Regions from separate parts of the Drosophila melanogaster genome. Here regions 2, 3, 4, 5, 6 and 7 are each linked to region 1. Evidence: chromatin contacts called from public Hi-C and targeted proximity ligation data. All regions are on one chromosome and are shown on one strand. The core of a region is the stretch at or near the end of the contact, and the rest is flanking DNA. Distances in the headings are between cores, read along the strand shown. Region 1 holds the start of lncRNA:CR44331 (long non-coding RNA:CR44331). Region 2 holds the start of lncRNA:CR43459 (long non-coding RNA:CR43459). Region 3 holds the start of Unc-115a (Uncoordinated 115a). Region 4 holds the start of RhoL (Rho-like). Region 5 holds the start of Dfd (Deformed). Region 6 holds the start of drn (doctor no). Region 7 holds the start of lncRNA:CR45906 (long non-coding RNA:CR45906).

The links. A called contact is a pair of places that touch in the nucleus more often than the background predicts.
Region 2: a Hi-C map of the Kc167 cell line shows a contact between it and region 1, with 2.6 times the contacts expected there. A contact is called at or near these places in 7 of 107 Hi-C or Micro-C datasets (the Kc167 cell line, the ML-DmBG3-c2 cell line, the S2 cell line and 1 more).
Region 3: a contact with region 1 is called in a Hi-C map of the Kc167 cell line, with 4 times the contacts expected there. A contact is called at or near these places in 2 of 107 Hi-C or Micro-C datasets (the Kc167 cell line and the S2 cell line).
Region 4: a contact with region 1 is called in a Hi-C map of the Kc167 cell line, with 2.9 times the contacts expected there. A contact is called at or near these places in 6 of 107 Hi-C or Micro-C datasets (the Kc167 cell line, the ML-DmBG3-c2 cell line, the S2 cell line and 1 more) and 1 of 7 datasets of targeted methods (the Kc167 cell line).
Region 5: a contact with region 1 is called in a targeted proximity ligation map of the Kc167 cell line, with 3 times the contacts expected there.
Region 6: a contact with region 1 is called in a Hi-C map of the Kc167 cell line, with 4 times the contacts expected there. A contact is called at or near these places in 8 of 107 Hi-C or Micro-C datasets (the D17-c3 cell line, the Kc167 cell line, the PNm cell line and 3 more).
Region 7: a contact with region 1 is called in a targeted proximity ligation map of the Kc167 cell line, with 3 times the contacts expected there. A contact is called at or near these places in 3 of 107 Hi-C or Micro-C datasets (the ML-DmBG3-c2 cell line, the S2 cell line and eye imaginal disc) and 1 of 7 datasets of targeted methods (the Kc167 cell line).

The regions. Positions count from the first base shown.
Region 1 is chr3R:8,112,302-8,116,452 of dm6, forward strand. It overlaps lncRNA:CR44331 (long non-coding RNA:CR44331), which reads right to left and starts at 1,702. Exons shown (of 2, transcript NR_125107.1): 1 at 808-1,702; 2 at 398-747. The region is part of intron 3 of puc (puckered); the gene reads left to right.
Region 2 is chr3R:10,091,486-10,095,636 of dm6, forward strand. It overlaps lncRNA:CR43459 (long non-coding RNA:CR43459), which reads left to right and starts at 2,276. Exons shown (of 1, transcript NR_133372.1): 1 at 2,276-4,151.
Region 3 is chr3R:9,703,513-9,707,663 of dm6, forward strand. It overlaps Unc-115a (Uncoordinated 115a), which reads right to left and starts at 1,905. Exons shown (of 10, transcript NM_001300328.1): 1 at 1,433-1,905. The coding sequence starts at 1,436. It overlaps trbd (trabid), which reads right to left. Exons shown (of 9, transcript NM_141674.3): 6 at 3,863-4,107; 7 at 3,595-3,806; 8 at 3,380-3,528; 9 at 2,484-3,314. The coding sequence ends at 3,236.
Region 4 is chr3R:9,500,485-9,504,635 of dm6, forward strand. RhoL (Rho-like) reads right to left here and starts at 2,097. Exons shown (of 4, transcript NM_079568.3): 1 at 1,891-2,097.
Region 5 is chr3R:6,789,557-6,793,707 of dm6, forward strand. It overlaps Dfd (Deformed), which reads left to right and starts at 2,280. Exons shown (of 5, transcript NM_057853.3): 1 at 2,280-3,555; 2 at 3,941-4,041; 3 at 4,107-4,151. The coding sequence starts at 2,769.
Region 6 is chr3R:9,338,456-9,342,606 of dm6, forward strand. It overlaps drn (doctor no), which reads left to right and starts at 2,199. Exons shown (of 5, transcript NM_001275480.2): 1 at 2,199-2,314. It overlaps lncRNA:CR43301 (long non-coding RNA:CR43301), which reads right to left and starts at 1,537. Exons shown (of 1, transcript NR_048352.1): 1 at 1-1,537.
Region 7 is chr3R:7,107,634-7,111,784 of dm6, forward strand. lncRNA:CR45906 (long non-coding RNA:CR45906) reads left to right here and starts at 2,379. Exons shown (of 1, transcript NR_133349.1): 1 at 2,379-2,631. All of the region lies in intron 5 of Alh (Alhambra), which reads right to left.

The DNA.
Region 1 (4,151 bases), core at 452-2,951:
AAGCGCGAGAAAAAAAGTGTGGGCGGGTATGAGCGACCGACGACCTCCAAACTAGACGTCTCTAAAAAGTGATATTATTGTTCTACACAGCCACGGATTGTATCGTACTCGGTTTTCAAAGCATATGCTTAATTTTAAATGCCTTTGACCCTATTTTAAGTAAATATGAGTATTTGTTGGATTATATTTCAGTACCTTGAATGAACAGGCCAAATTCGTAAAAGAAACTATGTGTATGAAATGGATCCTAGACCTTATTCATATTATAAATTGAATTACAGGTTAAATAAAGTTATTTTATTTTAAAATCAGCAATAATCCTTCTTCATAAAATAAAGTTAAAAGGCTCAATGTGCCATTTTAATCTTTGTTATAATCTTAAGTTAATAGCTAATTTGGAGTAAACCGTAAAAAATTTCAAAGCAAAGCTCAAGTCAAAGTAATTTCCAACGTGGAATACATGTACATATCTATCCAACTCCCTCGCTCCCATGGAGGCAATTGGGGTGCGTTGATAAGGAGCAATGCTCCTTCCACCTCAAAAAGTTTTTGTTGTGACTTCTCCTACGCTTATCCATTCGCCTCTCTTCATCGCCTCCTTCGCTCCTTCCGTCCTCTGTCCCTTCTTCTTCTTGGTCGTCGCATTGTTGTTGCTGTTGCGTGTTGGCGTTGGCAGACAGCATGGCGGCAGCGGCGTCGTCGTCGCATTGTTGTTGCTGCCGTAACTGTGTTGCGACTTTGGCCACACTGAAAAACATAACTGATAGAAATAAGGATTTGAAAAAAAATTACTCTTTTAGTTCACACCTACTCATTTAGTTCCACCTGAGATTTGGTGCTTCAATATTTTTTAAAACGTAAGATGGTATAATATTCTGTCTAATCTTAACGAAACGCCTGAGTTACTTGAAAGCTATAGCCTTGCGAAGGTCGATCTTTGTAGATAAAAGTTTATCATAGAGTAAACTCGGTAGAATATGATAATAGGAGCCACAACTATAGCCGTTTTTGTCGGTGCAGACAAGTTTGCACGGGCAATGGAAACTTTATGCAGATTGCAGCACCAACAACAAGGCTAGCTAACCCAACCAGCCAACCGCAAACGTCCTTTCTGATAAGGGTTGTGTCGTCGACGCGCCTCCTGCGCTGCCCGAGTGTTAATGTATTTTTGGCCACCACTGTGCCCTGGCTCGATGATGACTCATCGCCATTACGTTTCGTTGTTCGTTCACAATGCAATGTGGAACACAGAGAGCGAGATGGCGAGAGAGTGGGTGGGCGATAGGTGGTGGTGGGTGGGTGGATGGATGGATGGTTGGGTGAACGGTACAGCCGCATCGATTTTTCTGTTGGCTTCTTATTGTTGCTATTTATTGCGCCGCCAACGGCACTTCTCACCCCTCTCTTTTCCTCCGGCGCTGTTTCGTTTTGGCATATGTTCTATTTTTGTAAACATTTCGGTTCCTGTTCATGAGTCATCGATTTGGTTTTTTCTTCTTTTAGTGGGTTATCCTTGTGCGTGCGGCCTCGGCTGTTGGTGTTTTATGGTCGTTGTTGTTGTTGTGGATTTCAGGTGCGGGGCGCAGCAACAGCTGGTTAATATCGCTTCCTCTCTCGCTTGCCTGCGCTCTTTATTTTATTTGCATCTGTCGGATCAGAATCCTTGGTTCAGACTTCTTTTGACCGCTACACAGAAAGAAATCTAAGTAACAAATTTTTAAAATGGGATTAAAGCTTTAAAAAAATTTTAAAGTGTGCTTCTATTAATTGTTGCTCCTTAACTTCGCCGCTTTTATACATGCTTAAGTATTATTTTTATAAATGCTCTACCTCTCTCGCTCACTCACACCCGCGCAGCAACACATTAGTACTCAGGCACGAAGTAACGGTGGGTGGGGAGACGGACAAGAGAAAGAAGAAGCAAAAGGAGGTGGCGGCGGCGGCGGGAAAGAAGAAGCAGGGAAAAGTATACGTACAATTTTGTACTGAGTGCATGAGTCATGATTTCGCTTCTCTGTTTGTGTTTGTGAGTTTGTGTGTATTTGCCCCGGCCTTTTGCGCATTCGTTTTTGGTTTGCCGTCGTCACCTTATGCCTATTATTATTGTTTTATTTCGCCTGAATATATGCTGATCCCCTTCTTAGTGAGCTTCCTCTTCTACCGTACAACTTATGATTTCTCATTGTTCCGCTGCTTTTCGTTTTCCATTCATTATAACAGCACTTTGTGTGCGCGGGGGTGGCGGGGTGTTGGGGGATGTGGGGAAAGAGGAAGCACCGCTATTTTGAAGCAGAGCTTAAAATGAACTCAACGCCGGCAGAGGCAGCGGCAGTGGCAGCGGCACCGGCAGAGGCTCATTAGGCGACGGTAGAGTTCGAGGCCCCAATTGTTGTTGTAGTTGTAGTTGTCGGATAATGCTAATGTCATTATGCTGTGTCATTAACATGAACGATAAACCAAACCGAGCCACTTGGCCTAGAAAGCAATCAAAGCCTCAATTGTCAGGAAATTGAGCGGTATTTCAATCGGTAGTATTCGCTCTATTTTACTTGTAATGGAGATTTAAGCGTTACAAGGATTTTTCAGATATCCCAAAAAGTTAAGAACTAAAAAATTAAAGACCAATTTACTAATAACAAATGAAATTTGCATCTATTTCTGTACATATGTATGCAATGTTTTGTTTCATAAACCAAGAAAAAGAGGTAAAATCTTACTTCCTTCAAGGTATCTGACATTTTTAAACACAAGGCCATAATTATAAACAAACGTTCCGCTTAAATTGGCCAAGAATACCAGATGCTGAGGTAAATAAACATAATAGCAAGGTTTAAATTCGAAATAGAGATCTCTCACAGCAATGCTCGATCTATTATCTATTATCTATTATCTAGGGGCTTTCTAGCCGATTCCACATCCTTTCCTACGATTGCCATCCAATTTGTCAACTTATCGCCGCGATGTCTGTACTGACTGTACCCATATTATTTGCGCGCCAAGCTATCAAGTTATCAAGCCGTCAACTTTTATCTGCCAACGACGGAGAGGCCTCTTTGGCGAACTAACTTAATCTACAACGGAGCATACAAACACACATATGTACATATATAGATTTGTATATATACGGTTACAGGTTACGTTTACGGGGCATTCGAAGTACAATTACGGGTTGTGGACACACGGTCGTAGAAGCAGCTAAGCAAACTGAAAGCTGAGGCCCCTCGAGAACATTTGGCGATAGTCACATTCTATATACATACATATATACAATTGGACAGCTGATTAGATAAAACTATGAATGCATATGTTCAAATATATACCGAGAGTTTAGAAAATAGATTGTTCTAATATAAAAAGTCAATATCGTTGTCCCAAGTAACTCAGCCAAAAAGTACTCAGTATAAAATGAGAGAACCCAAAAAAAATCAAAATCCTTCGGCTAATGAGTAATCGAGAATCCGTTGGCAGACAACAAACAAAAAAGAATTAACCGAAACAACAACCAAAAACCCGAGGTGACATTTTTGTTGGCCCCCGTGCGCATAATTTCAATATTCGTCAGCCGGCTATTTTTAAAATGCAAAAATCGACCAAGCGAAAAAAAATGAAAATATTCGCACAGGAATTTCAAATTTGAAATTTGCGTTGCGGCTTCGTTCTTTTTATTGTTGTATCGAATGTATAAGGCTCTTAATCATTTTAAAAGGGAACCCGAGGCCCACACTTCCTCGTTTTTCTCTACAGAGAAAAAAATATGATTAATATACACATGAATTATTTAGAATATCACTTTTAAGATCGTAAGATGGGATCGTTATTACTTCAACGAAAAAGTCTCGTCAATGGGAGGGTATACAAAAACAACTCATTGTGTACTTATTCATCAATACCTTCCTTTTGAGACTTTTGCGCCCGCGCACTCTGTATTTTCCAAGTGTTTGATTTGCGCGCAATTTGTTTATGAAACATTCCGTTTGTTGTTATTGCCGCTGCGCATGCTCTTCGTGAATCACCCGAGGAGAGCCCTGATCCATCTACCTGCCTCCCTCACTCACTCACTCACTACCCACTATTCACCCCGACCCGACCCGCTTAAGTTGAAGGCGACTTCAAAGTGCAGGCTGTCTTGTTAGGGGGGCTTTGTTGTTTCC
Region 2 (4,151 bases), core at 1,026-3,525, 2.0 Mb after region 1:
AAATTTCAAAAACAATAATGAAAACAGTGAAAAGAGATAAATTGGAATTTGAATAAAATAATCTTAAGACTTAAGAATCGTTTAAGAAACTAATCAGTGAGAAGACAAAAATTGCATATGATTATACTCAGCATTTTCTTGTTACACATTTCTCTGAATAATTATAATTTCGCTTTTCGTTTGGCTTTGGTTTTTTCGCTTGCTCCGATTTTCTTTTTGATTTAGATGTATTTTATACTATCCACGCACATCGGCCGATTTGGGATTTGGGGCTCCGAGGTGCGATTATGGGCGCATCGAATGCAACGCTCTGAAAACTCTTGAAATCATTAATTGTGCCCCGCACAAATAGCAAACCGTCCGTAGTAATGAGGGAAATTTTTAGCGATCTGCTTTAGAAATCGCCGAATGGCTGGCACAAACAATTAAAATGATGTTCATGCTGCAAATTGATTTTGTTTGTTTGTGATTAATATAACTATATTTATTTTCGCCCGATTTTCTGCCTCTGTTTTCGCGGTTTTCACCCAGTCGCGTGTGCACTTGTGCTGCAAAACGAAAGCAAAGCCATTTGGCATTTTCTATTTTCGTTTCGCATCGCCTTTTCGGCCCACACACCACTGCGCACACTGGCAACCGAAATGCGCTGCGAATTGAATTTGGCCAAGATTTGTTGTTCTTGGTCCGAACCGCAAACTGCAGCTGTGCAAAGACAATGCAACGGCAGAGGCAAAGGCAAAGGCAACTTGATGACATTATTTCGACATTTGCCTGCTAGCCAATGCAGACACTTTTGTCACTTTTGCATTTCAAATGACCGTCAATTATCCTTTGTCGACACTCCCCTTTGTCTTTTCTCGTTCTTTTCTCCCTTGAGGTCAAGGAAAGCGAAATTGATTTTCCGCCCGAGCGAATTTTCCCCCGTTTATTCCATAGTATACGCTTATATACATTGTGTGATAGTTGTGCATTTAAGAGTTTCTTTTTCTGCTTCTGTCTTATGCAATCGCGCTGGGTGACAGAACAGCAAATGATTTTTTCAGTCAACTCATAGAATGAAATCAATTTCTACCCTCTGGACTGGTCAAACAATTATCTGCAGGGTAATTAAAGCCACATTTGTTGCCACACTGTGCATTTTGTTCGCCTTTCGGTGACCTCATGACAAGTTTTATGTCGAAATTAGCTGGGATTGAAGTGCTCGCATATAAAACGCCGTCAAATTCAATAAAAAACGCTAATAATAAACGCCATAAAATTATAGACAATGGCCGAGCTGAGCTCTGCGGCTTACGCAATCCGAGGGATATAGAAATCAAGCTGTGGCTAATATATCATCGGAAATAACAAGTTTATGATAAACAAATTAAATCATTAATCTATGGTACAATTATAGATGAATGCGCTTTTTAAACATTACTCTGATTCATTCGTACAAAACAGTGGATTGCATTTTATTGGTATTATAACCAATAGTTTTTTTTATTAATTCTAAAGATAAACTATTTATCAAACAAATCTGTGCACTGCAATTTTACTTCGTCGTTCCTACCTTAGATGTTTTATATTTTGGTCAGTAGATTTGTGCATTTTCACATCCATCCATCTCCATACATATGTATGTACATATGTACATTCCACAAGTTTGTGTATATTTTTTTTGGGGGATTCATCAGATAGATTAAATTCATAGGGACTGTGTGCAATGTCGACTGTCGGCGCACTTGAAATCATTTATCGCCCAAGATCGTGTGCCAGCTCTCGTTTTATCGAACTAATATTATAATGACAGCAGGTCGTGCATGACGAGATTAACATTAACAATTGCGATACCAGCTGTTGGCCTCAGGGGGAACATTCGCGGTGGAAAAGCGGAATTTTCAATTTAAGGTTGACCTTAGAGCAAAATTTGATCGATAATTTCGCATAATTGTGGAATCTCTCCCACAAAAAAAAACCGAAAAACTAAAAAAACTGTGACACATGCACACGGACTCGCACGCACACAGCGAAACATCACCTTGAACATTAAACTGCAACTGTGCGAGGGAGAAAAAGATAGCCAGCGAGAGCGAAAGAGAGGGTAAGGAATAGATAAAGAGAGCTAGATAGTTTTTGTTTGCGTCATGTGCAACTGCAAAAGCTTTCGGTTTCCGCTGTTCGCATGCATGTGTGCGTCCGTGTGAGTGCGGAGAGAGAGCTTTAACCGAAAGCGCGCTCTCCTCGCTTTTTAGCCTTATCTCAGCTAGCTTTTTTGAACGGCCCGAGCAGCTGACAGTTGCGCTTCAGCATTAGACCAAAGTAGTTTGACTTTTTAGTTTTTAGCCGCGAAGCGAATAGTATATACGTGGCTCTGTGTGTGTGTGCGGTGTGTGTTGTGGCAGCTGCACTTGCAGCGAGAGACAGAAATACATTTCGTACAAAATTCCGCCCTGCATTTAGTATATTTCACCTTAGAGCGTCTTTGCCACACACACACTTGTTACCACTCACACACTGGCAAGCGAGAACAAGACACACACGTGGCCATCAAAGCGGTATCGGTTCGCGTCGCGTTTGGCCTAAAATTGTAACAGTTTTCCTTTTACAACAACGAAGAATACCAGAAGAAGCAAAGCCAAAAACGCAGCTGCAGTTGACGTCGACGCAGTGTTAGCTGCTGCCATCGCTGCTGCAGTCGCCGACGTCCGTTTCTGTTTGGCCCATTGCCGTTGGCCAGCTTCAGTGTTCATTTCCCCATCGAGTCGGCAACAACGAGCGGAAGTCGCAGAGGCCCACAGCCAACGAACAGTCGATCGATCCCCAGCTGAACAGCTGATTAACTGCGTACCCCCACCCCCTCCCGTCCCCACAACCCATAGTGTGATTTTGTACCCCTGGATTGCATAAACCCACAAGCAGAAACGGAAACAGCAATACACCAGCACCAACACTAAGCTAAACCCTCATCAAAATCCAAAAACCAAGCGGGTCTTGGCTTTTTCGGTGGCGTATACGTAATATCAGTCGACTAGCTGCACATCTGCCATTGCAATTGCGATTCTCTGGGCATTATGCAATGGCACAACAAAGAGGCACCCTGTAATTCAAGCAACAACAACACAAAAACAATAGAAGTGCAATGCGAACACATTTTCGCTAACTCACACACACATTGTCAAGCAGTTTTTTTGTGTGTCTAGTCGGGCAATTTGTTTAAAACAATCAGCTGCCTTTTTGCTTTCGTTCGCACAGCGGCAGTTTTAAATTTAGTATCGCTGCAGTCGCTTGTAACCCAAATTTTTTGCATCCCTCTCTCTCTCTCATTTGCTGTGCAAATCGTTTTCATCATCTTATATAAGAAATGAAGCTCAAAATACCCCGGATTTAATTGTGGAATAGGTTATAGACGCTTGACAAGTAAAAATCTTAATTAAAGCCCGACTTGCGGCGACTTGAAAGTGTGGATAAATTCAGGCAAGGCAATTAAATCGGAGGCACTTGCAATCCGAGAGCAACAACTCATACTCAGTCACTTGACCTTGCACAGTTTTCGCCATGCGAGCGCACAGTATGCAGTATATAGTACATATACGTACCGTGGGCCCACATACATATACACATGTACATATGTATGTGTAGGGGTACACACAAAGCAAATTGCAATATTTTGTGTAAAAATAACGAACAGACTTTTACATAAGGCCATCGTTTACATAGAGAAGCACAAAAATTTACACACAGTCGAATCGCCATTCACCTGCTGTGGTGTGCGTGTGTGGATGTGTTATGTGGGTGGGTGTTATGAGGTCGATTTTTGTTATTTTTCCCCCTTACTCGTGTGGGTGGATGACTGAAAAATGCATTTGACACAGAAAACAGGCGTGCAAACACAAACAGATATAGAAGAGGCAGATATTTCCAAAGCCAATGCAAATTCAAAACGAATAGAAACCAATGAGGAATCAGCTTATCTTGACCAGAGAAATACGAAAATATTTCAGTGATTCATGGCGAAAATCCCCGTTTGATTGATTTGATGTCAAGATGAAGTGGCAAAAAAATACCAGTTTAAAGCTTATTTTAGCCTTCTGAAAATTGAACAAAAACTTATTTAGATGTTTTTGTACAAAATCCCTGCAGGTTTTTTTTTTTAAATAATTCATGCATTT
Region 3 (4,151 bases), core at 655-3,154, 1.6 Mb after region 1:
GTGGAAGTCAATGCTCTTGTCATGAGTTCATGTCGAGCAATTGCTGCCGCCTTTGCCGGAGGCGGAGATTCGGATGGCTATTGTTAAGCCTTTTGCGGCGGGCGACTCGACATTATGGGGTACACATCGACGACCACTTCCACATTCACATCCACATCCCCATCCCCATCCTCACCAAGTCCAAGTCAATTAGGCATTTTAGGCACGCATGCAACTACTTGTAGACGGGATGAATACTGCACTCGGAGAAATGGCCAATATCCATTCCACTATTACAAACCTATCCCACCAAAAAGTAATGTGTACTTTAGTGAGCTATAAGGGTTATCAATTCCACGCTAAGCTGTTTTCCAAATAGCTAAATCGTAGATTTGTTTATTTATATGTATTCACTATAATTTAAATTTTTTAGCTTTCAAAATAACCAAACATTTGAGTAAGCCATCAAGTGATTTTTGCAAATTTGAGATCGTTTCTTAATGCCTCAAAAAGTGTGCAATAAGATTGAATGGATAAGATTCAACTTCGGAAAGCTGTAACCATTCTTCTTTCCCACACACACACACACAGAAAACGAGACCCATTTTTAGGGCAGTGCATGCATATGAACTTAATTAGGGCCAGTAGCGGAGTAGCCGAGTAATTAATCATTGACAACACAAGTACACGTCTCGAATAGCGGTATACGCAAGCCCTTTGCAGCGGCAACTCGAGAATGGAAGGCGGAAAATGTAGGAATCCGACGCCAAAAGGCAGGCCCATTCCCATTCCCATTCCCATTCTCATTCCCATTCACATGCACATTGAAGAACGGTTTCGGTTTGGCAGGCTTACAGGTTTATGTTTGCGGGTTATTCGAGAGCGGCTCTCACGACGGGACGCCCTAACGGTATCGTGTGTAATTGCAGTTGCACAAGCACTTTGAGGTTTATTCGGTCAGCGTTTCAGATCCCTTCAGCGACAATATCACCCCGAATTAGTCCGAAAAGTGTTATGAAGTTAAAAAGTAAAGAAGCGAACACGAAACTTGTTCATACAACAACACTGACGTCATCCCAGCTGAGAAATTAAAATAGGGAGTGGACGTGGACTACAATCATATGCGAGTGGGGCAGTGTTGGTGAGAGCGATCCGACTCTCAGCTGGCCAGTATTGATTGATGATGACCCACCGGCAGTGGTTGAAGAAGGTGCAGGGAAGGGGATGGGGAAGGGGAAGAGGGAACATGCGAGAGACCACCTGAGCTACTATCCCTCTGCCCTCTCGCTATATGAACCACTCCTACGATGCGATAAGGCCGATAATGCCATAATGCTGGTATCGCACCACCCACCACCCCCTTTCGATAACTTTGCGCAGACACACACACACACACACACACCTTAATCGAAGAGAGAGAGACAGTATCTGTGTTTGTCGGCAGATAACTTACCCATGGCGAGATACTATATACTGCTGTGCTCTTCGCTTTTTCGCCTGCAAAACGGGGGAGGGAATCACGCACACTAGAACAGAGAGACACACACGGGGAAAGCACAAATACTCGCGCACAGGTCACCACTACTTCCTCTTCACTTCACTAACAAAATTTTTCTTCTGCTAAGATTTTTTCTATTTGTATCTTTCGCCGTATGCATTCGCAATCTGCGTAGCACGATTGTTAGACTGTAAACATGTGTGAGTCTGGATAGGAGTGTGGTTAATAATGCGTTCGCAGCTCGAATGACGAATGTGCGATTTGCTTTTGGTGTGGTCTCGCACTTTAAATTTGACGACAAAGATCACAGCGGAAAATGGTGGCCTTTTTGAAATGCCTGAATGTCTGATTCTCAAATCGGAGCTGCGACCAGCAAAAAAACACCGCACCGCACCAGCAACGAAACCGACGGCAGCAAAAAGACGACTAAGTATCTGAGAGATACGGCTCGGATGGCAAAAACATCGTGCTTCCAAGAATACACTAAAATTAACCCCAAAGATAAGTTTCGTATGGAAATAGCGGTTGGGTGTTAAACTTGGCTACAATTGGAAAGGTGGGGAGCTCGGCTGTGGAAGAGCATGTATTAGTGATGACACCGTTCGTGCCACTGTACCGTTCCCTATAAATTTGATAATCTATAAAAATAACAAGTAATTCCATAAATGATGCTGCTTATAATTTACTTTGTACTTTATAGAGACAGAAATAATAATGAACTACTTTTTTTTATCTATCTACTAGTAAAGTTAGTTTGGGCAATAAAGTAGGAAAGTCCATACTTTATTAAAATAAATTCAACTATAGTCATTTTGTTTCCGTTTAAATCTTTACTTAAAACTTTTATTTAAATAAGTGATTTTTTTTATGCGTTTTGCGTGTACATTTGCACAATAAGCTTTCTTAGAAGTTAATAATAATAATTGTAATAACATTACTAACAAAAATAATAATGAGATAAAATTCCATTTATAATACAATAAGAATAAAATTCATTATGTTATTGGCCCTTTGTTCAACTGTCTAGAACCATAGGATTTCTATATATGTTATATAATTATAGATATTATATTTATAGGCATGAATGTATAATGATTCATAATAATTCCAAAAAGTGTTTTAAAAACTATCAATAAACATTTCAATGACGCTTTCATTTTCACCCGCTGCATAATTATGTTGTGTGTTCGCCACCCATTTAAAATTTAATAGTACATTGAGATTTGCAATATTTTAAGTCCGGAGCTTGGGTATTCACATTAACTACCGCGTACATAGGTGTACAAATTCCACCGCTTAAATTCGCATCTGCCTTTCGTACACGTAATCATTTAATGGATTGTTTCACATGTGAGTGTAATTAAATCTACCAGTGTATAGCTTCAATTTCGTAGTAAATGTGGTCTATATTGCCTCGACGACCCAGTGTGAATAAATTTGACTAAAATCAACGAACGTTGACTTGGGAACGGATATGATATACATACGTCGATCAATCTATTTTCGTACGTTGCTACTTAACCTTTAGTTTGCTTTCAATTTAGTTACAACTACAACTTTCAACTGCTTGCATATATGCATATGTATTCTCTATAGTTTCCTTTAGCTAGCTGCGAGTGCAAGAGTGTAGGATCTGCACTTGTTATTCCTGTCTCAAAAATCTGCTAACGATCGCCAAAAGTACAAAATAAGGATATTGAATTCTATGCACAGCATCCTAATCAGAAGCTGGGTGACGGATGTGCCGCATCATATCCTCTACTCCTCATCCGAGTCGCCATCACTGGAGTAATGTGTGATTTGAGGGCGACGAATGAAAGGCGCCGTTATCACTTGTCTGAAAGAAAGTTTACAGGTTTAATTAGCATGTCTATGTCCGGAAGGAGAGCAAGTCATATTTACGCAATGCGGCGGTAGTGATTTAGCCACTCTTCCAGCATCTGGGCGACCAGCAAGGGACGCTTGCTTAGCTTTTGTTGCGCCACCAGTAGGCCTCCATCAGTTACGCACACGTCCAGCCATTGACGCATCATTGACTCCTCGTTGCCAACCTGCAGGCAAGGAACGGAAATGTCTAAGCTCACAATGTTCTACAGGATATTTGAATAAGCTCTCACCTCCGACTGTGTAAGGAAATGTATGGGCAAAAGTTTCAGCTCGCAGTCCATTAGCGGGAGATAGGTTACGTCCTCCACATCGTCACGCCGCCCATCGATGCGAGTGAATGGCTCCATCGGCACCAGGGCGCTGAAATGGCCACGTGTGTAGCCCAGTGCTATCGGTGACTTGGTGCAAAAGTTTTGATCCCAGAACAAAGGCAAGTAGACACCTAGAAATAAGGCAATCAAATAAATGCAATACAGCGACGTAAAAATTAATAGCTACCTTCGAAACGCGCGTATCCAATGTCCTCGCCCCGAAAACTCTTGACGTACTTCACGCCGTAAACGATAATCGGCCGACGAAGGATATGCGCCAGCGCAAAGATGTGCAGTTGCTCCAGGGACGAGCCGGGTTGGCCGGCCAATGACAGTAGTGTACTCCAGTCCTCCTCGAACTGAGAGTCCTCCAGCGTAAAGTGGAGCATCGAAGCCTGCAGCATCTCGTACTCTTTCCAGCGAGTAAAGAACCTACAATAAGAGTATCAAGACTATTAATAAGCTGACGGTTGTTA
Region 4 (4,151 bases), core at 847-3,346, 1.4 Mb after region 1:
AAGTGGGTGGCAATACCCCCCTGCTACCCTGTACAATGCCGCATCATCATCATAACTTATGCCTTTCTATCAGTTCGGAAAACAGCGGAAACTCTTTATCAAGCTCGCTGGCCGATGATGATGAAAATGAAACTGTATCGAGCGAGAGCGCGCGGCTCGTAATTAATACACATAATAAATTATTTAAACATAATTGCTGTGCATTTAATGCACTCCCTTGAAACATGAAGTGCACATGCCCGGCAGTCCGTGAACAACTTATTCCAGTTCATTGTTATCTACAGGCTTGGCCTCTTGTAAACTTTTCATATCAAGTTACGAACTCGTCGTTCTCGGAATCTTGTCCCAAGAACAAGACTTGTCACATTTCACACTCTCTCTTTCTTTGCATTGATTCGGTGGCGATGATTTCCCAAGATGAGGAAAGGTCTCAAAGCGACACATCTGCACTATGGCTACTCGTATTCATGTGCAATTCACTTGGGTCACTCCAGTTCAAACCTCGTCTTGGAGGCGTCTCTTATCAGCCTCCTTAATAAATGGGTGCATGCATCAGTTGGATTCCCGTTCCCATATAGCAGACGGTCCACAAATAACTCAGTTACACAAAGGCGGAGTTAGTCAATAAGTGAATTATACGTATAGATGGATCATCCGACTACGCAATTAATTAAATAATTCCGCAATAACGAATGTGAAGCGACGTCAGTAGAATGTAGGTAATTCTTTTATATAACTAAGATTACTCGGCTTGAGTTTCTTAAGAATTTCGTTTTATTAGAACTTGCAGTGGAGCAGCAGTATAACTAATCGTACGCCCAAAACCAGATCGAATTGGTACTCCAAATCGTCTATATAGGTAGGTACATTTCTATATAGACACCTATTTCTATTCTACACCAAAGCGAAAAAAAAACACTTTTATTCAACTCTGCTTCTTGTTGCGAAAAATATACGAACTGTATATGTGCATGTATTTTTATGGTTTCTCGCATGGGTTTTTGTATTTAATAAACTGATTAGATAAGATAGATGTCGGTGAATGCGGTGTACATAGGGAATTGGACTTGAAAGAGCAACGGCGATAAGTGGATGTGGAACCATGGCGAAAACCCATGGTTACCTGGTCAGAGGAGCCATCGAATCCCCAGAATCAGATTGGATCCGGGCAGATTGCAAGGGCACGCGCTGCCAATTAGGTAAATTAATTGAGGTTAATGCGGAGTGTTTATTGTGCCATAGGTCGCAATGAATTGATTAGCGACATTATGGATTGTATTGGATTGGGGCGACAGGCGATTCACGTACTCGGTTTCCTGCGACGTCCTCTAAATGGCTGTGTAACCATATAATTGTTTGATAACTAAAAATGGTATCGAGCCCATTATGGTGGAGAATCAAGTCGCCTGCCAAGATCCCCGAAGAATAAGAGAGCCCCACAACAGCGATTGGAATTGGAATTGGGACTGGAAGAGGAAGCGAGAGCAAGAGAGTTGGGATCGTAAACCGAAACAACTTGGCATTCCAGAGCTGTGGACGGATGGGCGGTCGGATCGGGGGAGGTTTGGTGGGGGGGGGGGGGGGGTGCGGTGACGTGAGCGCAATACAAAGTGACTCAGGTGATGGTGAAAAAGGAGGAACGATCACGAAGATAACTCTCCCAGTGAGTGAGATCTATGCTAATAGTGTTTACAGCCAAAGATAAATGTTGTTATTTTAACAGCTCGTGCAATCGCAGACCCACTGAGCGCCCACACCATCGCAAGGTCGTCGCAATTGGGTGTTATTGAATTCATTCTGCGCTGGATTCGACATTTGGCCAGCTAGCTGCTGGCGAGGATGAACTTAGTGGGATACGAGTGTTGCGTAGACGCTTTGAACTGGACGTACTTTTAGATACGGGACTTGTGTGCCCGTACTTTTATCCGTATGCGTACTATTTGCAATAATCAATCGAACAACACGTCTGGCTGGCGATGACGTGCGACTTGATCGCAGTGTGGATGTGGATTACTCGAACTGGCGGCGGCGAGAGTATAAAACCGGATAAACGAATAGCAACAACCGATCGCACGCGATGTCGTCGAACAACTGAACCTTTGGCGATTCCGATTCGTTTAGCTCGCAGAGTTCGAGTAGCTCGCAGATACGCGAAGAGCGAACGAAGAGAGCGCGGTGGAGCAGCTCTCTCTCTTAGCACTTGGCACACAATGTTTCCTTATCAAAGGTTTCGGTTTGGATAAGAAGAATTTGGCGAACTACAGCTCCAGGTTTCTAATCCCTATAAATATTTTTGCATTTCTTTTTGAGTAAATGATGTGATGTCTGCAATTCCAACTTAATGTTTCGTATTCAAGTTGATAACATTTTGGTTTGAATGCTTATTTTTAGAATACAGAAGCTCAATGCTCATATAAGTACATAAATAAGCCCATGATTAAAAACCACCATAAATAAGTTCATAATGATAAATTAGTTACTTCTATTTACGCATTTTCTACTACGAATAAAACGTTTGAATCAAACTTCGAAGTGCGTCAAATTATTAAGACTGAACTACTCACGCAATTACTTAACTGAGAACGCAAAATACTACTTTAAAGCTACTTGTGAGCTACAAATCCTGTTGCGTAATATCCCGCCCTGCAACCCGAGTATCTGGCATAAGCCATTAATCAACGACATTCCGCAAGTGCGTGCCTCCAAACTGGGCTTTATATCTGTCCGATGTAGGGGTAATTAAGCCAAAGAACCGCCTTGCGGGTTAGACCGAATAAAATGCGTTTACTGCGAGTATGTGGCACTGGCGTACATGAGTTCAATTAGCCGACACGTTGATGGGGCACTACATTAATTAGAATTACCACTGCACTGGGCAAGTCACTGCCGTACAAAGAATAAAGGTCAAGTGACAAAGGCTTCGACCCAGACCCAAAAAGTCGGGCGGTCACAGCAAAGAGAAGAGCCGGAAAATTATTAATACACAAATATGAATGTGCAGCATTTCCAATTAGGGATAGCTACTTAAGCGAACACATGAGCAACATGTGTGCCACTACTGCAAACACCAAAGATACTTCTGGAAGACTCTTGACAATGGGAATTGTACCAAAAGATATGAGCAGGTGCGGCGGAGCACTAAGGAGCACTCACAGGAGTAACTCAATGTGGCTGGGATGCAAATTGTTCCCAAGGTCGCAGGGTGAAATACTGTAAGGAATCAAATTCGCAGGCTAGAAAGGGCGACTATGCATAGCCAAGGGGCGAGACCAGATAATGTTGCAGAGTGTCTCCATTTCCCGTTTCCGGTCTGTCCGGACCGAAGGGAGCGGAGTGCAGTGTTGCTATTTCTGAACAGCACTCATATTTTATATCTTATCTCGTGCAAGCGGCCTGGAACAGCGAATCATGGGGGGGAGGACTGAAGTGACAAAAACAAATATAACTAGATCCAATAACAATCGTGGAAGGCTAGGAGTGATCCCCAATCAAATGCGCATGTGGCAGTGTTCAGAAACTGCGGGGCATTGCACCTTAGTTGGAAACCTAAAATAAATAAAAGAAACCTACATCTGACAAACTGTTGCCAAGGATTAAACGAGAATTTGGCAAAAAGCTTTAGGAAGCTATAATTTTCAACAGATGTTAGATTGTTACAAACACAATAAATGAACACCAGAAATTAGAAAACAAAGAAAAAAGCCCGTAAAAGATCTCTAATTTATATTGCTGATTCCATGACTTAAGAAATGGAAATTTAAGCATGCCCAAAATATGTAGATTAATTAAGATATTCTTCATTCTTCATTGGACGCAAGAGGAAAAAACAGCCGTCACACTGGAAGATAAGGACAGGCTTCCGAAAAATTTAAAGAAATTAACTCCGATATCAATCTTTCTTTTGATTGATTGTTTATATGTATAACAAGTCGGACCGTATTTTACCGCTTCTTTGGTTCACGTCATAGCTAAAAGATTATTATTTCATTTTTCTTTTTCGGATCTTTCAAGATAACCATTTAAAAGACCATTTTTTAATAAATAAATAAAACTTGCTCACAACGAAATTTTAAACAAATGAGCTAGGCATAAATATGATTCGAATACAATCGTATCACGACACTCATTCTTTACTTTTAAGAAATCGATAA
Region 5 (4,151 bases), core at 1,030-3,529, 1.3 Mb before region 1:
TCCTCGTTGTACCACAACCCATCCTCCCTGCTGGCTCAGGGAGCCCTCATCCCTGCGCAAGCTGGGACTTTCCCAAACCTCCCACATCGTGCTTCCATCCACCTAAGGAGCTACGTCAGAACTGAGAAAATTCGATGTAGCAGCCGCTAATGCAACTGAGTTTTAAAGGTCCTCAAGCAGCAGCCATTCAGGAGTGTAATATGCTAAGCATGGAATCTAAATTTGGTACTATCTTTAAAAATTTTAAATACATAAGAAATTAAATAACAGTTTTCTGATTTTAAATTTTCGAGAAATATAATAATGTAATTTAAAAGCAATTATATTTTTGGATTTGGACCAAAGTTATTTGTAAACAAATATGCGTAATGAATCACACAGTAAAATTAGTAAACATGGAACTTCCATTAATTAACACTAGCTGGTCAATTAATTCGAACACTTTAACGTGGAATGAAGACCTAAACCAACATTTACTCCTATGAGTCTGGCCGACGGACCACAGACTAAATTTAAGTTTTATAAACTTAACTAGCCTAATGACGTTTTGATGGTGACCATCAAAATCGAATCAGTTGGAAGTCGATTAATTAGTGGCCATGCCCCTATACCGCTCACATATGGAACTGGTGAAGGAGGTGGCACAGCACGTGGACCTGATTGTAAGGGGGTTAAGATATTTTTGGTGGGTTTACCGGAGGTCCAATTATTCGGCAATTAGCCAGAGTCACTTTCAGAAACACACTCCAGAAGTGTGACACGAATTTATGCTCAATTTAACTTTTATTTGAAGTGAGTTAGGGCAGCTGGCTCTATAGGGTCAGCAGATTTCAAACTTATTAAAATATATATCACAAAAATTTAAAATCTGTTGAATTCATTAAGCGAAATAATCAAAAGTTTGTATGATATTACCTATAAATAAATTGTTAATATTCCGCATTGCTCGAAGTACGAATTTAAAAGTACAAGCCATATTTTCTTTTACCCACATTATGGATTGTTATGAATCAGTCTAAATATTTACTAAAAACAATATTAAAGCATTAAATATCCAACCTTCTCGATGTGCATTATACAACAATCATTCTATTGATTTTCCACGTTTCGCTTGCTCCATTTGAATATGTGCCCGTCATCGCCATAACAACAACATCGGAGGAAAAATCACGGTAGTAATGACAACAATAATAACAGCCTTAGCCCCAGCCAGACCACAACAATAATCACAGAGGAGAACAAAGTGATATTCGTTGGTTGTTCAATTGAAATTGTTGCAAGTCAGCTCGGACTCTCCAACTCGGTAGCTGAATTCAGACGAAGAAATCGGCATCCAATAGTACCGTCCCCTCTTTACGATCAATACTGTTGTTACCCACGCGTTCTCTGCATCGTTCCTACAGAATCCATTTATGAAAGTGGAAAATAAATGGTGTGCTCCATATCCACACTTACGTCTTGTCCGGGATCGATGAAAGCCTTCTGAAAATGGGCGGAGTTTCTTGGGTCCAGACAACTTTTTCGTCGAGTTCAATTTTCGAGCGTGCGCCATGACTTTGAAGGTACCAGCACACTCACAGCAAAAGTACAACCAAAATAGTAAGTCTGAGGGAAGAACAGTCGAGGGTAGGTAAGTAGGTGTGCTAATGAGCTAAACAGTGCTGTTTGAGATATAAATATAACATTGAATCAATTCAGAAATCCTATTTCTCTATGTAGACAATTGCGTTTTTAATTTTCTATTCGATTTACTGTCATTTCAATTTATTAATCCTTGGAAAGTAAAATAAGCTTATTTCGTAAAAAAATAAATAAGACGTTACTAAAATATAAAAAAAATATATACACTGTACAGTAAAAGTAAAATTATATTTTAAAGTTTTAATTAATGGCTTTTTATTTTTTTTTTTTAAGAATACTTCTTTGAACTAGTTCAATATTGTATGCCTTGACTGTTCACGCAACTCAAAATGGGTGTGACCAAAGATCTGGCCATCCCGCTTTAACCACAATGCTCCCTCTCAGTCGCGCTTGCGAGAGAACTATGGTCAGTGGTGGAAAATGGCGTACGAGGCGAAGGGTGAGAAAAGGTGAACAGACATGGCTGCTACATATGAATGGCTTTATTTGTGCGCGTGTGTGGGCCGTCCTTCGATTGCTTCGGCAGTGAAAACCCGTTTTGATGGCAATGGCGGTGAGAGAGAGCGAGCGAGAGCACAAGCAAACAAGAGCGAAGAGTGGCGAAACAGGTTCGCTCGCACGGAGAGTTATCGCCAGCGAGCATAACAAAAAATCGGCTCGAATGGGACGGTTCGTGTTCGCAGCGCACTCGTAAGACCGAAACGTCCGACTTTTCTCCCTGTGTGGGATTGAAATTCGTTGTAAAAACGTTTTTTATAACCGGAAAATAACACCATAATCAAGTTTCTCAGAATTCCAAGGCCCCACGGCTTTTAAAAGTGACAAAAAAGTGCAAACAAAGTATAATCAAAACAATAAAAGTGAAAATTATGAAGACAACGGGAGCCTTCTAACCCCTTTGTTTAGTTAAAAATATTAAAAAGAATACGAAATTTATTTTAACCAACACAATCTTAAAAGTAATTACTACTTGCAAAAGCAGCGCCTTTAATCAATAGTTAATGTACTAAAAGCAAAAGGTTCGGAGTATGTGCAATCCAAGTGATAGTGCCCAAGAAAAAATCGAATAACAAAGTAATAACCAGGAAAACGCATCCGGTGAACCCCGATCCAACAGACCTTCCGTCATGAGCTCTTTTCTCATGGGTTATCCGCATGCACCACATCATGTCCAGAGTCCCATGTCCATGGGCAATGGCTTGGACCCAAAGTTTCCGCCGTTGGCCGATGACTATCATCACTACAATGGACACTATTCGATGACCGCATCTACGGGTCATATGAGTGGTGCCGTCGGCGGTGGTGCAGGTGTTGGGTCTGTCGGAGGTGGTGGAGCAGGTGGGATGACTGGTCATCCGCATTCCATGCACCCGGCGGACATGGTCAGTGACTATATGGCGCATCACCACAATCCGCACAGCCACTCCCATTCGCACACCCACTCACTACCGCACCACCATAGCAACAGTGCAATATCTGGACACCACCAGGCATCCGCCGGCGGTTACAGTTCCAATTATGCCAATGCCACTCCGCCCTCACATCCGCACTCGCATCCACACGCCCATCCGCACCAGAGCCTCGGCTATTACGTCCACCACGCCCCCGAATTCATATCCGCAGGAGCGGTGCACTCCGATCCCACGAACGGATACGGACCGGCGGCAAACGTTCCAAATACGAGCAATGGCGGTGGTGGCGGAGGAAGTGGCGCAGTGCTCGGAGGTGGCGCAGTGGGTGGATCGGCAAATGGATATTACGGCGGGTACGGTGGGGGTTATGGGACGGCGAACGGAAGTGTGGGCAGCACCCACTCCCAAGGACACTCGCCGCACTCCCAGATGATGGATCTGCCCCTTCAGTGCAGCTCCACGGAACCACCGACGAACACGGCGCTGGGACTGCAGGAATTAGGTGAGTCCATACTAATAGAATTTCTGTTGTCTCTTGGAATCCGTTGAGATTTGATAGGAGGATATACTTAGTACTATTTCAATAATCTGAAGATTATCAATCGATCCTTATATTAAATATATATTTATATTTATATTTATATAATTATTTTTTTTATTTATATATCAATTCCATAGCAAAGTCATTTTACATTCGTATATCCAAACCTTTTAAAATGTCTAGGGAGCAGATTGAGAAAAACACTTAAAATAAGCCCACAAGATTGTTATGCCGCATAGTAATATTAAAAAAGATCTAATATTTTGTACATATATAAGCCCTTCAATTCGATTTTAGCTACTCTAATTACACTGTACCAAACTAAAGTGACTTCCATTCCATGCAGGCCTAAAACTAGAAAAACGCATAGAAGAAGCTGTACCTGCCGGACAACAACTGCAAGAGCTAGGGATGCGATTGCGGTGTGATGATATGGGATCCGAAAACGTAAGTACTTGCAGCAGATGTGCCAAGAGAGAATGCGTAATCGAGGCCTTGATTGACTTGTTTAGGACGATATGTCAGAGGAGGATCGGCTCATGCTGGATCGATCTCCA
Region 6 (4,151 bases), core at 949-3,448, 1.2 Mb after region 1:
AGCAACAACAACCCCGTGTAAGCCAGGCCAACAATAACAAATCATCTCGGAAAGGGGGCGGGGATGGGGACGATGGAGGGTGGGCCGTTAGCAATGTTTCATTGTTTACTGCATTTTTCGATTTGGCTTGCTACGCATTAAAGTTCAGCAAATTGCGTTGTCTCCGAGTCCAGTGTTAGCCTTCCTTCTCTGTTCACGTGAATTGCTCATCATCATCATTTAATATATTTTTTACGCGAAATTTAGTTACGATCATGTTTATACGTTACCATATACGAAAGTTAGTATGCTCCAACTGAAAGTTATCTTATAGAAAATATAAATATTTTGGAGTACAGAAACTATACAATAAAATATGAAATCCTATCAGCTCCAATACTTTGTAACAATATTAATTTAAGATACCCTATCTCGCAAACGCAGTTAAGTAATTGCCCGATTCGCAATCACTCACACAGCTGTTGATCGCGAGGAACTGTAAGTGCACCTGTCTCTCTCACCAGCAGGTTGAATGCACCACAGCGAAATGGTATAAGCGAATGCGAGAAAGAGAGGTAGCTACAGGGGGCGATAGTGTGCCAAAAATACACCAAGCTTGTCTGCTCCCTCATTCTATGGTTGTCCTTTTAGCCCTCTTTCTCTGCTCCTTCTCCTTTTCGACTGCACAATGCACTTCTTTTTCTTCTTCCGCAACCTTGTGCGTGTGCCCACATGTTTACATAAAGTGCAACTGTGTGCACGAAAAACGTTTCACCCTCTATTTGTAGCTCCAATTGTATCAGCATAATTATAGACACTGTGACAAATAAGTAATATGTTTTACCAAAAATTGCTAAAATTAAAGGTAAATGAAGAGTTATGTAGATAGTTGCTTCTTTTTATTAAGCAATAAAAAGGGAATTATTATGTACGTTTATATACTGCAAGTCTCGCTAAATTCTGCTACAATGTACATACATACATACAAATCTATACAAATCTATTACCCAAATCAGAGCATTTAAATAGATAAGCGCAGAGAATTTCGTATGGATTGGAGGTCTAAACGAATTTCTGTATTGCTCGTGGAGGGCAGACAGTGAACATTTGTAAGGCGCACCTTGTTATCAATCACCTTTTTTACGCATTGTTTGAGGCCCCTTTGTATCTCCGCCTCGTCTTGGTTTCTCTTACAACTGCGTCGTTTTAACTTCATGGGGCAAGCTACGGGGTATACGTATAAATACATACACATGTATGTATGTGTATGTACATACTCTATAAGGTTTGTGGCTAATACGTGATGGTAAACAAACTGCAATGCAATGGCCAAATGCGTTTCGGATTCACCACGACTGTTAGACACCCCCAACTCTGTTATCTCCGCCTGCAGGGCAATATTTTCGTTTTCCACCTCACGCGCGGTTGTTATTGCTGAAAACAGGAAATAATTTTCGTTTTCTATAGAAAACACTGCTGGCAGCCGTCGCTGTTGCGTGTCTGATATTTTATTTTTAACGCTCAGCGACTTTATACTACGTAGTATTTAGTATCGCTCGCTTTTAAGTTTGCCTTTGTACGTCTCGCATAATTTTGGAGCTTTTCTGCTTGCAACCTTGCCTTTAAGTTTACAAAGTTCGTTAGCACTAGCGTATTTTTACTGTCTGTTCATTTAAATTGTTATTATTTTTGGTTGGTTTTTTTTCTTTATTGCTTTTTATTTTGGCTTGTTTGTCATCACAACAAGGCTAGTGCAGAACCAATTTCGTAGGCAGGTGCGACCTTTGATAGCTGAAATATTTGTCGAGAAACTTTACAAACTGGTATCTATCTACGGATCGTAAGTGATATTTTATATTATTTATATGAACACGATCTCATTGGAGCCTATGACCTCTAATTAAGCGAATTCTTAGCCCCACTCTGACTTTTTAATTTGCTTTTGATTTTACATTTGCTTTGCGAGTGATCGCAACAAAATAACATTTCGATGTGAAAGCGTGGTCGGATTGACGATACCCTCTAATATATATTTAATAAATGTATGCATGAATTTATTGAAAATAATATTTCCTAAATTGTATTTAACATTCTAAGTATTATTTATTAGATATATACAAAATAGACAAAAAGAATGTAATGAGCAAAAACTGGGCAATCATATTTTCAGTGCTGTATAATTTTTATTAGCACTGCATTTCAGAGCTAATCAACACTAAGCTTTTGTGCTTCATTCCATTCTCAGTAAGGACAAAACACGAAATTAGACTACAAATGTTCTGAAACATCAGTAATGAAATTGGACAAAGTGCACCTCAAAACGGACATTCTCTTGGTAAGGGTGATTTGGAAAACCAAATTTCAGGCCTGTTAAACTGCGGCAAATACTCACCACGGCCAGCCAACAGCCATTTCACAATATGGCACTGTTATCAAAAAGATTACTATTGGGGAAGACAAAGCAATCGCCATACGCTAGGCGATTTCTACATTAATACTTTTGTTTCCCGTTCGGTGAACGCATAGAAATTGATATTAAAATTATTTTTTTTAAAAAGTGCGCAGTTTGCATTGATGACGCAGCAGCGCAGTTTCGCTCTCTGCGGCTGTTAACACGCTGTAGCTCTCTTTGGGCTGGCGAACAATATGGCGTCGTCGAAATTATGTCGTCGCCCAATTTAAAGTCATACGAAAAACCATAAAGATTATTAAAAGCGCGTTTGAAGGTTTCTTGAAACGCCCAGTAAGCGGAAATAGTTTTGGTTTGTTGGCAGGGACTCGATATAAATTTGACTCTCTATCGTTGCATTGGTCTTTTGTCTCTTGTCTCCCTCTGTTCCCCTTCCACAATCTTATTGTGTGTGCACTTTGCACTGTTGGGCTAACATAGCGTGGTGTTTTTCGTTGGAAATACGCATTTTCGACCATCTTTGCTCGGTTCACATTTAATTTATTTCCTACATGGCTTCTCTCCGTTGACTGGCGATTTCTTTTTAGCCTGTCATCCTTCATTCCCCTTTCCTAACCACTTTCTCACCACACCAGCAATCAACGCTCTTTTTGCGTTAACAGCGCTCGTTTGGGCTAGAGATGAGACCATGAGTTTATGTTACGTCGTGTCACGATAAGAATTTTATTTTACATACATTTCGGTCCAATTTGCGTTTGATTTTATTGTCAAGAGGAGAAAATACAAATTGAAAATAATTTTAAACAAACATTGTATTCGATTTTATATAAATAAGTGTTTCTTTTATAGCTAATGTATTGAAAATAATAATCATTTCGATCATTTCAATCCTACATACTCCTGGTATTGTTAACTGCTTTCAACCGGAGAAGTTGAGTGACAGACTCACGCTCTCATCACCAAATTGCCACCAACAGAGCTCTGTTAGCTCGCCAGTCGCAGTCATCAAGCGTTGCGAGGTCCGCTCATTTCTGTTAGAGTGCTTGGAGACTTCACTTCGCGTTTGGAGGATCAGATCCACGTTGGTTTTTGGCTTCAATTACCCACAACTGTCATCGTCAGCCCAGTCAGCGCCTTGCTAACTAAACTAGATAATAAAGTAATCACTTTTCCGCGCTCCCCTCCCTCTCTCTCGGTCGTGTTAGTGCGCTCCGCGATTAATAAGAAACGAGTTAAAAAGGAAAGCAAAAGGAAAACTGGCAGCGTTTTCCTCTTGCAGCTGAGAAAAACCGCAGGACGCAGCTCAGCAGCAGCGTCGCAGTCGTGTGCGTTGTGCATAAGAAAAAAGAAGAAAAAAAATCCTGTAATATTGCAGAAAAAACCGTAATTCGCCACTTGAAACGAAGGAAAAACGAGGAAAAGCAACTGCGTCGTGCACCATTTTGTGATATATTTTTGCCCTCCTCCTTCTTCAACGATCCCTGTGCAATTCTCTGTTAAAGAAAAAATTAAAATAATTACTAGCAACCAATTGAATTTCTGCGAGACCAACATAACACATAAAAATTTCCAACTACTGTGATTTGAACAAAGCTCTAAGTTTTTGATTCAAGCCTGTGTAATTTCCACCCACAACGAATTGAAAAAGTAAGTGAATTCAAATGAGAAAAAGAAAATTATAATTTATTTCATTTTCCTCTTCGCTCGCCTACGTTGCTTACTCACCACTAGTCGATTCCCCACGCTCTCTCTCTCTTCACCA
Region 7 (4,151 bases), core at 1,129-3,628, 1.0 Mb before region 1:
ATCATCATCATTTTGGCCGCTCCTCGCCCCCGTCTTCTTTGCGAGAGAGCCAGGTTGACCCCTATCCCTCCTCACTCTCTCTCTCACCTTTGCTGTTCGATTCTACTTTGTGCTCCGTAATTAACTGGACAGGCTCTCCAGTTCTTCCGTTTTGGACGTTTCGTCTTCGACGGGACGGCCTTTGTTGTTGTATCGCTTTCAATATTATTATTTTGTATGCTGCCTGTATTTTGTATACACTCACGCACGCAAACACTCGCAAACACAATCACAAAATCACAGCGCATACGTGAGAACCACCTCCGCCGCTCTCTCCCGTTTTTGTTGTTGCTATTGCTATTGCTTTTCTTGTTGTTGTTGGGGTGAATAACTTTTTATGTGGCGGCGACTGGGCTGGCTCTTGCTCTCTGTCACTTCTTGTTTCGTATTCCCTTCTCTCTCACGCGCGCACACACATCACCGTCGACGTTTAAACTTTTTTTCCTCAACGAAACTTAATTTCTTTTAAATGGAAACTTGGCGTTTTTTCTTGTTGGAAAAACATGCAAGAGCCAACAGCGGCCACATGAATTTTTTTCAAATAAAACACATACAGAACTAAACTTAATTGGAGGTGTCAAAAACACACACGCTCGATATCTCGCTTAACCGAAAATCAACAAATTATCCACTGTTTTTCTGGTTCACATGCACGGAGGCTGCAGCGTCGGCGGAGCTGCATGGCCAAAGAGTAAGCTACGGAGCTATAGTTGCTGCATGGCCGTACGGAGTTCGAAATTCGAATAAACTGGCCAGTTTCCATCCGAGCGCTTAGAAGCTACACTGCACAGGAGCGAGCGGGAGAGTAGAAGCGCTCTCAGAGAGCGTGCTGCATTGTTGTTGTTGGTTTGGCTGGCAGCCGGTTTTCCGTGGGGGATTATTGAGACGTCTGTATGTATTGTTGTTGCTGTTGCGCCAGTGTGAGTGCATGTCTGCACGTAGGCCAGACGCACACTCACTCGCACTCACCGGTGTGCAGACGGTAAAAAAAAACAGAAGAACACACGGCGGCAGCATAAAAATAAACATACATTCGTAGGTTCAAACATACATGAAGGAGTTGAGTAGCAAACGGAGGCACATACATAAGTTAACTGGAAAACGTTACCCAGTGAGCATTTGGGAGTGGGATTTAGGTACTTGAGAACAATTAGCAAGGTGCAAATTTATTCAAATTCATGAAAACACCATTGAGTGTTAAGCCACATGCATCACGAGGAGTGACGTCGAAAGTATAGGCTGTGCAACGGTATAACTCAGGTGCACAGAAAGAAATGCAGCTCTAACAAATTTTATACATAAAAACAATATTTCAGTTTGAATTCCAAAAAGAATATTTACAAAAGATCATGATCAAAAAATGATATCAAATAATTGCCTAATATGGCAAAAATTCAGATTAATTTAATACTACATTTAAAATAACTCACATCTCTTTTTTGGATGTGTAAAAGTGAATCTTTCACATACGCCGTGTACTCTCTCTCTCTCCCTGTCTCTCACTTTGAGCAACAAAGATTTGGATTCAAATGCAGCCGAACTACAACAACATAAACTGCATGTCGTAATACTGTTGGTGTAATAAAAAAAAGCGCAGCAGCAGCAAAAACAACACTGTAATGACCAGGAAGAGCGAAGGCTAAAGAAAAGCTTAGCAAAACAGAAATGTGACAAAGAGCAATAAATTAAAAGAAGACTGACCAAGTTAGCAGGGGGACTGCAAATTATAGCTGAAATTCCTTGGCCAAGAAGTACCTGTTAGTCGCTGTAGTAATTGTTATTTTATTTTATGACACCCATTAGAAAGGGATAAATATCTGGCTATAGAAGAACAACTACATATGTACATATGCATATAATAATGGTGCTTTGTTGTTTATGGGTTAAGGAGTTTATTGCTTGTAACATCGTTTTTAGACCGGTCAACAGATGAGCTTCAATTATACTTAAGGCACTAACACTTTTTTTTGCATATTATACACGTAAATATTGTTTAAATATAATAAAAGTATTAATAACCCACAAATTCATGAAGATTTTGTATATTTATTTCTATAACTATAAACTTTAATACAACACAAAACTGTTCCCATCCAGCCTAAGAACAGTTTCGGAGAGCAACTTCGGAGAGAAAGAGAGTGAGAGATACGGAGAGCAAAGCGAGAGACCGTTGCAACATAAAAACAAACGCAGATGTAGATATTTCGTTGTGTGTGTTTTATGCAATGCCCATCAGCGAGCGAGCGAGATAGCCCGATGAGGGTGGGGGTGGGTGGCAATTGCTGCATGCAGGTTAATTCTACTCTCACTGCTGTTGTTGTAGCCGTATTTGTTGTTGTAGTTACCAGACAGCGATTTAAGAAGACAAAACAGGAAAATGAAAAATAATTGAATTGTATGGCAGGAGAGGAGAACGAGAGGAGAGGGAGAGAAAGAACCGCCACCGCAGACATTTGCAATTGGCAATAAATAAAAGAAGTGCAAGAAGAAGAAGCAGCAGATTGTTTGCAGCTGGAGTGGTAAGCAGAAGAAGAAAAGCGAGCATAATTTGCGATGCAAATAAAAGCCCAAAAAATCATGGTGCAGAAAGGCAAAAATGAACGTTAAGTGGCATTTACCTGGCGACGCAACAACGGTGGAGGGGCATGGGAGGAAGACAGGTGAACGTGCCTGTTTTACAAAACAAACAAACCCAACAAAAGCCAAGGGGGAGTCTTTGGGTTCTTGGGTTGGGCGGTGTTGGGGCACAAATGTTGCCGTTGCAACATTGCGACCGTAATCGAATCACCAGAAATGTGGCAAAGGAACAATGCCGCTTCTTTGCCGCTTGGAAAATTAATTTTACTGCAGTCAAAACTCCGTATCACGAACATCACCAACAATGAACGTGTACATTGTGATACAACAACTTTAAGTGCCGCCAAGAATATCAGATTATTATTTAATAAAAAAGCAAGTTTCATTGCTTTTTGTAAGTTACCTGTTGTAAAATTTTCATTGTCATAGGGACACGAAATGGTTGGTTCATAATTAATAGGAACTCTGCCATAAAACACCTAAACATGCATTAATTAGTGCAATCCCTGGGCCAGAAAGGTGATGCTTTTAAGTCTCGACAGTGGCGGATCGTTCAGCCCGACAAACAAATCTAAAAAAGAGGGTTTCCCAACAAACAGCAGTGAGTGCAGCACTCAAGGAATCAAATGAATTGTGCAAATATTTCTGCAGGCAACGTTTTTAACTTTGCACACGCCACTGAACAAACCCATTAAGGACGCACTATTGATCATCAAACGAAAGGAGGGTAAGCAGCTCAGGCCTGCCAAAAATCATATTAAAACAAAAATGTCACTCTGAAATATTTACACAAGTGTCAGTTCAGAGGTTTAGTTCAGCCAGTGCTACCAGGTCGTGGGAGTTTTATTTTGGGGTTGAAAACATGCACAAAATATGAATCAGGTTGATATTTATTCACATCCCAGTGAAAATATAACAATAGGTTGGCATTATTTATGACAAAGATGCTAAATTTGCTATCCCAACTATTATATTAAAATTTAGACAAGCCAAGTCTTTGAGGTAAGGTTTGGTCAAGGACCAAACTACCCACATATCCATTTTTTTTATTAGCAACAACAGCACGGTAACTGTACCACAAGACACAACTAAAGGCATTCACAAAAGGTCCAAAAACAGGAATAATATAGCGACGCGTGTCGCTAACGGGAATTTGTCAAATTCAGGCAACACGCGACCCGGAGATTCGATAAAAACTCAACGACCCACCCACACCCAAACATGGTGTTGTTGTTGCTCGGGTGACCTGACATTTCAGGGAAGTGAAATAAATTAATTGCCACGCCAAAAGGTATTTGTCGAAGCGAGTTTCATGGTCATTTAAGAGGAACTGGCCAAGTGAAATTCACGCCGAGCGACTGACTTTCGGAGACAAGATCATAAAAAAAACAAACCCTCAGCCGAGTGAGGGTGTCATAAAAAGTAGTTTTGTTGCAAGTACACCCAATAGTCAGTCAGCACATGTAATTCTCAGTTATTTTCCCCTGACATTTGACAACCGCTCATAATCGACACAGTCAAGAGGAACACAAATT